2 separate regions of the Gossypium arboreum genome follow, and region 1 is linked to region 2. The links are chromatin contacts, called in public Hi-C maps. All regions are on one chromosome and are shown on one strand. The core of a region is the stretch at or near the end of the contact, and the rest is flanking DNA. Distances in the headings are between cores, read along the strand shown.

Region 1 (4,707 bases), core at 46-2,545, 250 kb after region 2:
AAACTTTAATAATTTCATGTATATTGAGTGGGCCTTACTTAACTATTGACTAAAGCTAATATTCTACCAAAAATTCAAAGACATTCACACTAAATTGCTATGGAGAGCTCACGGCACAAGGGGATGAGAGCATGGAACTTCTTTTCATTGTAAAAGAAATGATAAAGATGGTTTTCTTCTTTCATGAAATCTTCTTTTAATATAACTAAATTTAACTTAATTAATAATTATCTAATGATTGAGATTATCTTAAGAAATGTTAATGGAATTGAATGGATGAGATCATAAGCATTCACTAACCATGTTTTAACAATGGACTAATATCAGTTAAGGACTCGTTAAAATACACACCTAATTTTTCAAGTTCTATCCTCTTTGCAGTTTAACCCTCTTTTTATACTGATTATTAATTTATCTAGACATTTGCTTAATAATTCTAATTTTCAAATTCCGTATTCATCACATAAACTTCAGTAATTATCAATTTATACTGAGTCATAAATATCTACCATCATATGTTGAGAATTTAACCAAAATTATAAAGAATTAATCTTCTCGCCTTGATAATTAGTAGACGGCCATGGAAAGTAAACCAAAGGAATTTTCATTTCTTTCGTTCTTTGTACGGTTCAGAAAGGATGTCGATGAACGATGATATTTCCTTCTCTCTCCCATTATCATATATATATATATATAATATTAATCTAATGGCTATTACTGTGTTAAAGAATGGTTAATGGACATGAATGGAAACGATCAACACAAGCCACTAACCTTAAGGATGGTTTATTAGTATTTAGGTCTTTGGTTTAATCTCCCTAAAATATTCTCTAATTTAGCCACCTTGTAATTTAGTCTTGTACTATATTTTAACAACTTATCTAATTAATTTCTTAAAAATTCTAATTTTTAAGTTCAGATACGACTTGTAATTACTCTATTAAAATTTTTTACTAACTCAATTCAAGTAATTCAACCTTAAAATTAAACTTTTCGATATCAACGAAAATTGAATTATTACATATGAACTGAGTAAAGCCAACGTTGATTGGTTAAAATGTAACAAATATGACAGCTTTGTAAATGGGATTATCAATTATATTCCTACCTTAATAGCTTTATCATATTTGAAATCTTTGAACTTTGATAAAGTCTTAATTGAATGAGATTTGCATGGAGGTCACGTGGTTTTACTTACTACATACATTTATGAGTTTGACACATTGATTTACGATTGCTTATTGTTGAAATATTTTTTCCAGCATTTGTCATTCCTTTAAATCCGTCGAGCTTTGTATATAGGTAATCTTAATTTTAAGCAAATTGTTACATTTGGAATGTTGTTCCTTTAGATCTTTCTGCTATTTTAGATTTTGATGCTTCTTCAAGCAATACCAATAAATTTGAAGTTCTAAGAAACGAGTATATTAGATAATCCTGCTGGCTCCAGTTTTAGTATTCCTTCTATTCATTGGTATTTGATTTAAGTGTCAACAACTTTCTTATCTTTGAGAAATGGAATTTTGTTTTAAAAAAGAACGAGTTTGATATAATTGAGGTGCCAAATATGAGCCCATTACTAAGCAAGGCCTATGAGGTTCACGTGTGTTTCCGGGCTCTAGGTTTTAACAGAACTGACGCCATTGGCAGCGGTTGGAGGTTTGGGGTCGGGGGATTGGAGTTGTTGAAAAAGCTAGTGAAGGTGTGCGTTTGAAAGAGACGAATCCAATTCCTGCGAAATAAAAAGATATGATCAAGCTTTTAAGTTCAATTAAACATGTAGCCAAATCCAGTCCATTTATCCTGTTGAAAAATCGTAATGGTAATTCATGTTCCTACTCTTGTTTATTTATCTCACCATCTGCCATCGATTCCCCATCAGTTCATCACCTTAATCTAAGCGCCAAGGACGTGGTCGCCTCTTTGAAAGACTGGTTCAAGGCCCCAAACACATCTCTTCTTGACCGCATCTTCAGCATCCTAATCTCCCAAGACCAAGCCGCCCGGGACGATGAATCTTCGAGGCATGCCGCTGACCTTGCTCTCTCCCACCTTAATCTCCCTCTCTCCGAGACCTTTGTCCTCCAGGTCCTCTCCTACGGCCGCTCCTCCTCCAAAGACGTTCTCTCATGCCTCAAGTTCTTCGACTGGGCGGGCCGCCAGCCGGGATTCCACCACACCCGAGCCACCTTCCATGCCATCTTCAAGATTCTCTCGAAAGCGAAGCTAGTGCCCTTGATGCTTGAGTTCTTGCAGGATTTTATGAAGCATAGGTGCAGTTACAGGGTCAGATTCCACGACACATTAGTTTTGGGTTATGCCCTTGCAGGGAAACCGGCGATGGCACTCCAGATGTTCGGTAGAATGCGATTCCAGGGTCTTGACTTGGATACCTTTGCCTACCACGTGCTTTTGAATGCTCTTGTAGACGAGAGTTGCTTTGACGCCGTTGACATGATAGCTAAGCAGATTTCATTGAGGGGTTTTGACAACGGCATCACCCACTGCATCCTGGTCAAGTGCTGGTGCAAGCAGAGCAAGTTGGAGGAGGCGGAGGCCTATTTGCGCGGTTTGGCGGAGAGCAGGAAGCCCGTTGATGGGCATGCCGTGAGTATTATTGTGAGTGCGCTTTGCAAGGGCAACAGGTTCCAACATGCCGCCACCTTGTTGGAGGAGTTTACGGAGCTTAATGTGCCTATGGAACAAGCTTATGGGATCTGGCTTCAGAATGTTGTGCAACGTGGGAAGTTAAACTGGTACTTGAACTTTATCAATAGGAAGAAATTATTCAGTAGGAATGTTCCGCGCCTATTTCAGTACAATGTCTTGGTATTGAGACTGTTAAGAGAGTACCGGCTGAATGATGTTTTTGATTTGTTAATTGAAATGGAGAATGATGGAATTTCCCCTGATAAGGTCACCATGAATGCTGTTTTGTGTTTCTTTTGCAAGGCTGGGATGGTGGATGTTGCCATTGAGTTGTATAACTCCAGGTCAGAGTTTGGACTCTCTCTTAATAGAATGACGTATAGTGATTTTATCAGTAACTTATGTTGGAATGGAGTTATTGATGAAGCTTATTGTGTGTTAAGAAATTCAGTTCGTGAAGGTTACTTCCCTAGTAAAAAGACCTTCAGTATTCTTGCCGGTGCTTTGTGCAGAGAGGAAAAATTTGACAGAATAAAGGAGGTGGTAGTTTCGTCCCTAGAGCAGAAATTTAGGCCCTGCTATGATGTCTGTGACTCATTTATTGTAGCTTTGTGTAAAGCAAATAGGGTTGAAGATGCCTATTTATTACACGGTGAAATTAGTAGAATAAATAAAGACATGTCAAGTAAAACTTACTTTCACTTGATTCATGGTTTTTGCAAGTCAAATAGGGGAGATATTGCTGCAGCACTTCTACTTGAAATGCAGGAGAAGGGTCATAAACCAATCAGAAAATTGTTTAGATATGTTATCTGTTGCCTGTGCGATATGCAAAGCCTGGAAAACCAGTTTTTCAAATTGCTAGAGATGCAGTTGTCTCATTTTGAACCAAGCTCTCATATCTTTAACTTCTTCATTGCTGGAGCTGGTCATGCCAAAAAGCCTGAATTAGCAAGAGAAGTGTTTGAGATGATGCTAAGAAGTGGGATTAAACCTTCCTTAAGATCTGACATCTTTATGTTGCATAGTTACCTAAAGAATGATAGAATTTCTGATGCTTTAAACTTCTTTAATGATGTACGCCGGAGAAGACAAATAGGGAGAAAATTATATAGTTCCATCGTCGTTGGTCTTTGCAAAGCAGACAAGGTAGATTACGCTTTGAATTTCATGAGAGAAATGAGGAATAATAATGTTTTTCCGGGCATGGAATGCTATGAGCATCTTATACAGTTGTTGTGCTGGAAGGAAAGTTACAGTTTGGCTGTAAGTCTTGTTAATGAGCTGGAGCAAACTAGGGGCTATATTACATCTTTTATTGGTAATGTACTTCTGTCACACTCCTTAAAGACTAAAAAGTTGTATAAGGCTTGGGTTCAATTTAGAGAAGGGCAAGATGAGACATCAGATATTTCGTTGCTTGGACAACTAATTGGAATATTTTCTGGTTGCATGGAAGCAAACCAAGATATCAAGAGCTTTGAAGAAATAATTGCAAAATGTTTTCCAGTTGACGTCTACACATACAATACACTATTGAGGAAACTGAGTGAAAGCAAAGTGGACCTTGCTTTTGAGTTGTATGACTGGATATGCGAGAAAGGGTATGAGCCAAATCGATGGACGTATGACATCATAATACATTGTCTTCTCAAAAAGGGTAGGAGAGCTGAAGCTCAGAGATGGTTGGAGGAGATGTTTGAGAAAGGTTTTGATCTAACAGAGCGTACCAAACTGTTAATCTGATAAAGCCACAAGCCAGGTATTTAATATTAGCGAGAAATTTCTAAAATTTAGACCTTTTTTTTAACGTTGTAGAGAAATGAATGTGTTCGAGACCTTTATTTGATTGATCATGTGGAATATGTGCTCTAAATATTTTTATCAAACCTTATTTTTCATTGTGGTGTTGCTCATTGCATGAAAAAGAATGAAATATAATTTCTAATGTCACTACTCAGAACTTTGCTTTGCTACTATTTATAATTGAGTTTTCCTAAAGAGATGCAAAAAATTAAAATGATATGGTTAGTTGGCTGTACGTTGTGTCCTATATTA
Region 2 (4,397 bases), core at 1,268-3,767:
GGTCAGGTGTGGGTTGCCACAAGTTTACCGAATTTTAAAATATTATTATTTGATATAATAATAGAAGTGCTTTTTTCCTTCACAAGTGAAATACATATTACTACATGTAATAATTATTTTTTGATTTTTAAATACAACTTAAAATACATTAAAAAACTTATATCAAATAATTATGGGTCAATGTGTAAATTTACCACTATACTTTAGGTTAAATTTGAAATTTGTCACTATAATTTATATCGAATGATATTTGCCGTTATATTTTTGCACTAAAGGCAAATTTACTACTACACTTTGACTCTATATTGATTTTGCATATTTACCTTTATTTGCTTGAATTTTGGTATTAAAATTTTAATTTAAAATAATTTGAAGAAAAATTTTAATTTAAAGATTTTAAATATTTTATTTTATATTTTAAAAATAAATTAAGTGATATAATTATTTATAAAAATAGACTTATATTTATTTTCAAGTATTTAAAAATTCAGGTGTTTCATCCACCAAATAATATATATTATAGTAATATGAAGTTATAGAAAAGATTGAACCAAATTTGGTTAAATATTACCATATTTAATAAAATAAAGGTAAAAAAATTAAGCCCAAAGTAGTCAAAGATTACATTGTGTTAAATTAAGATTTGATAAAAGATTATATTGAGTTAAATTAAGCTTTGATAAAAGATATTGATATAGCAAATTAAAAGTGTTTTTGAATATAAACTAAATTTGACAAAAAAATTAAAATTGAATTCTAAGAAATAAAATTATTAATACTTACAATAAAATCTTAGAAAATTCTGAAACAATTTTAAAATCAAGTGAAATTATTTTTAACCAAGTCAAAATGATCCTAATTAAGTTACAATCATTTTTAACACATCAAAATGATTTTCTAACAAGTGAGAATTGTTCTAGAAAAAAGGTATCGACACCATTTGGCTCGGTATCGATAATTTTTGAAAATAATCGATACCCTTAGTAAATCGAGGCCAAAAAGACATTCTATCAAAAACCTAAAAATTATCGATATCATGATTTTGGTATCGATATTTTTCAAAAATAAGCGATACCTTATTTAAAAACAATACCAAACTTGTATTCTGTTTCTAAAAATTCCTACAAGATATCGATCCGGTATTGATACCTTCTGAAGAATGTATCTATTTTTTCATTCAACGGTCACTGAATCAGCATTTATGACAAAAATTATCGATACCCTTTTTCATGGTATCGATACTCGAAGTTGCAGGTGAAATAAATGCTATGGTTTTATATCCCCAATGGGCATATTTACTTCCCCAACATCCTCAATGGTTGGAAGTCTATTAGGGGGTATAAATACCATCTTTTAAAGTCCTATTACATCTAAGAAAAAGTACTTCAAGCAAAAATCATTAATCAAATAATGTTAGATTACACTTGTGAGCTTTATCTTCTTTATTTTGCTCAAGTGTATTTCATTGTATTTGTGCTTCAATTTGCAAACAAATTTATCTTGTAAGGATTGTTTCTTTATTTGCTCATTTGTATCTCTTTGAGAGGTTTTGAAACTTAAGATTTGGGATAGAAATCTTAAGGAGTTGTAAGGTTAAACTTTGTCCTCAAAGGTTGAACAAATTAGTGAATTTGAGAAAAATCCTTAATGGTGGAGAACTAGGGTACTGGAGTGGGCAATTGGGGCCGAATTACTCTAAATTCTTTGTGTTCTTTATTTCTTTTTTGCCTTTGCTTTGGCCAAAATTTTTTTAAAAGCTAATTCACCCTCTCTTGGCATTTTCGATTTACTTCATCAAGCTTTCATATTGATTTCCAAATAAGTTACTATTTTATTTTGCAATGTTTATTTAACTTATATCCATTGTAAGTAGAGTAAAATAACTATAATCTTATAAAAATCGAATACTAACAATTTTAACATTAAGATAAATTAAATTAACAATTATATAAAATAATTAAGCTATAAAAATTATTAATAATATTATTTAAGTTATAATAATTTTATATTAATATTGAAACCATGATGATTTTTGTATTGTTTTAATATTAAATGATTTTAAGATTAAAAATATTAATATAATCGATTCTAAATTCATCATATATTTTAAAAATATTTTCATTGCATTACTTTCTCCATTTTTAGGAAATTCATTACTAATGTTAAATAAAAATTAATGTTATAATGTAAATTTTATAAAGTTAATTGTACACAATTTGATCCGCGCATTGTACTAATTAGTTAGAGTTCTAAATTAATTTATTAATATTTTATAAATTAATTTATTATTAACTATTAAAACAAATGTTTAAAACAATAGTTTTCTTGATAAATTTTGTTTTAAATAATCAAAATCAATATTAATGATAAAATGTAATTAAACAAATTAAATTTAGTTGCAAAATTCAATCTTTAAATAATAAATTTATTTATATTCTCAAAGTAGAATAACATTGGAGAAATTTCAATACTCATGGTAAATTTATATTTCAATCCAAGATTACTTTGCTTACTGATCGGAATAAAAAACAGCCAAAGAAAAAATCAACGTGGATAAGTGCGGCCGTGGATTAAAATTTGATACCTTGATTTCAAATAAGGCCTGTTCGACCCTCCGGCGCCAACTCCTAAAATTTTGAGGCGCCAATTTTCGTTTTAGGAGCACTCTTGGCGGGAAAAAAAATTCTTTTTGAGTGTCATCACCGCTGATTCCAGAATAATTAAAAGTAAAATAAAATAAAAGGACTGTCGTTTCTTCTCCGCTTCCTTGTGTTCTCTCTGTATCTGCAAATATAAGTCTTCATTTTATTTTCTAGGATTAGACTTGGATCCTTCTCCTTCTAGGTTTAAATGGCGGATTCAGTACCTGTGATAGGCGTGGATGATGATCCAAAATCCCCCAAAATGGTTGGCAACGATCAACCCAAGGAGATCCAGAAGCGAAAGAGAGCATCCTGGGTTTGGGAAGCCTTGAGCGATGAACAGAGAGAGGCACAGATCAAGCGATTGAAGCAAGAAATGGATGGACTTTTTGGGTATTATAAAGAAGTGCTGGAGCAGAAGTCGGGTTTGGGAATGGAGTTACTCGAGTCGGGTTGTTCATTGAATTCATTGGTTGCAGTTCTGATGGAGGAGAGCGACTTGCCCCTGTTGAGATTGATAGAGACAATTCATGAACAGGTCAAGGACAGAATGGGAAATGTAAGTATGGCCGCGGTGAAAAGCGCGGTGCTGTTTGTTGGGCAGAGAGTGAAATATGGATTGGGTAACGAAGATGCTGATGTTTTGGAGGATGATTCTCAATATTCTCTCTGGTGTTGGGAGGTGATTCATTTTCTTTCGTTTTGGCTTTTTTTTTTAGTTTATTTGTTTTATGCGTTTCCATTCTCTTGTTCAGTTACAAACTTGTTTACATTCTCATGTCATAGACCAGAGATTTAAAGTTGATGCCCAAATCTGCGCGTGCCGAATTAAGAACTCGTCGTACTTGTAGGAATAAGATTAGTGAGAGGATTACTGCTGTTTCTGGTATGGAGAATTTTTGCTTATCGCTTGGTTGAATCTTTTCTGATGCACTCAATATGCTATTAAATTCCCTTGGTTCTCTTCATTCCTGATTGATTAATGATTAGTTTATGCTTCAAGTAGGTTATTTATTATATTTATGGCTCATTTCAGCAATGATAACCCTGTTAGAAAAGTGGGAGGATAATCAAAAGTACAAGCATGGTTTCGTGAAAGCATCAGAAAAGCTTTTCAAAGTATTAAATGAGGCAGACATTCGCTTCTTAATGCGTAACATGTCACAGCAGAGTGGTGCTGAGATGTATGTATCAATGACAGTTCAACAAGTTTTGTTATTTAAATATCTTTCTTTGCAGTAAAAGTTTTATCTGTTGCCGCAGGGATGCGAAAGAAGCAAAGCGAGAAGAAAAATTGTTAATAAAGCAATTAGAGAGAAACAAAAGAGAAATGGAACAGGAGAAAAAGAAACTGAACCGTGAGCTCCAAAAGGAAAAGTTGCAAAATGTTTGTCCAAATTTCCCAAGTTTTTCATGAATTAGCAATGTCTATGTAACTTCGCTGTTGACAGTGGATGGTCGTATTTCAGGAAAAGGAGAAAAAGCGATTGCTGGAGGAAGCGGAAAAATTTCATAGGCGTCGTGAACGAGAAGAGGCTGAGATGAGGAAGCAGCTCCGGAAACAGCAAGAGGAGGCCGAGAGAGATCATTTGCGGCGTGAGAAAGAAGAGGCAGAATTGAAGAAGAAACTTTCGATTCAAAAGCAAGCTTCAGTAATGGAGCGCTTCCTCAAAAAATGTAAAACATCACCAACCCAGATGGAGGAATTAACTAAGCGATTCACACTTTGTGCATCCACCCAAAAGATTGAAAAAC

Evidence for each region. A called contact is a pair of places that touch in the nucleus more often than the background predicts.
Region 1: a contact with region 2 is called in a Hi-C map of leaf, with 2.9 times the contacts expected there. The contact joins the promoter of LOC108486502 here to the promoter of LOC108462077 in region 2. A contact is called at or near these places in 2 of 5 Hi-C or Micro-C datasets (both in leaf).

What each region holds. Positions count from the first base shown.
Region 1 is chr2:34,370,786-34,375,492 of ASM2569848v2, forward strand. It overlaps LOC108486502 (pentatricopeptide repeat-containing protein At1g71210, mitochondrial-like), which reads left to right and starts at 1,296. Exons shown (of 2, transcript XM_017790589.2): 1 at 1,296-4,411. The coding sequence starts at 1,750. The coding sequence ends at 4,395.
Region 2 is chr2:34,115,897-34,120,293 of ASM2569848v2, forward strand. LOC108462077 (chromatin assembly factor 1 subunit FAS1-like) reads left to right here and starts at 2,518. Exons shown (of 12, transcript XM_017762079.2): 1 at 2,518-3,324; 2 at 3,429-3,528; 3 at 3,679-3,826; 4 at 3,906-4,029; 5 at 4,112-4,397. The coding sequence starts at 2,851.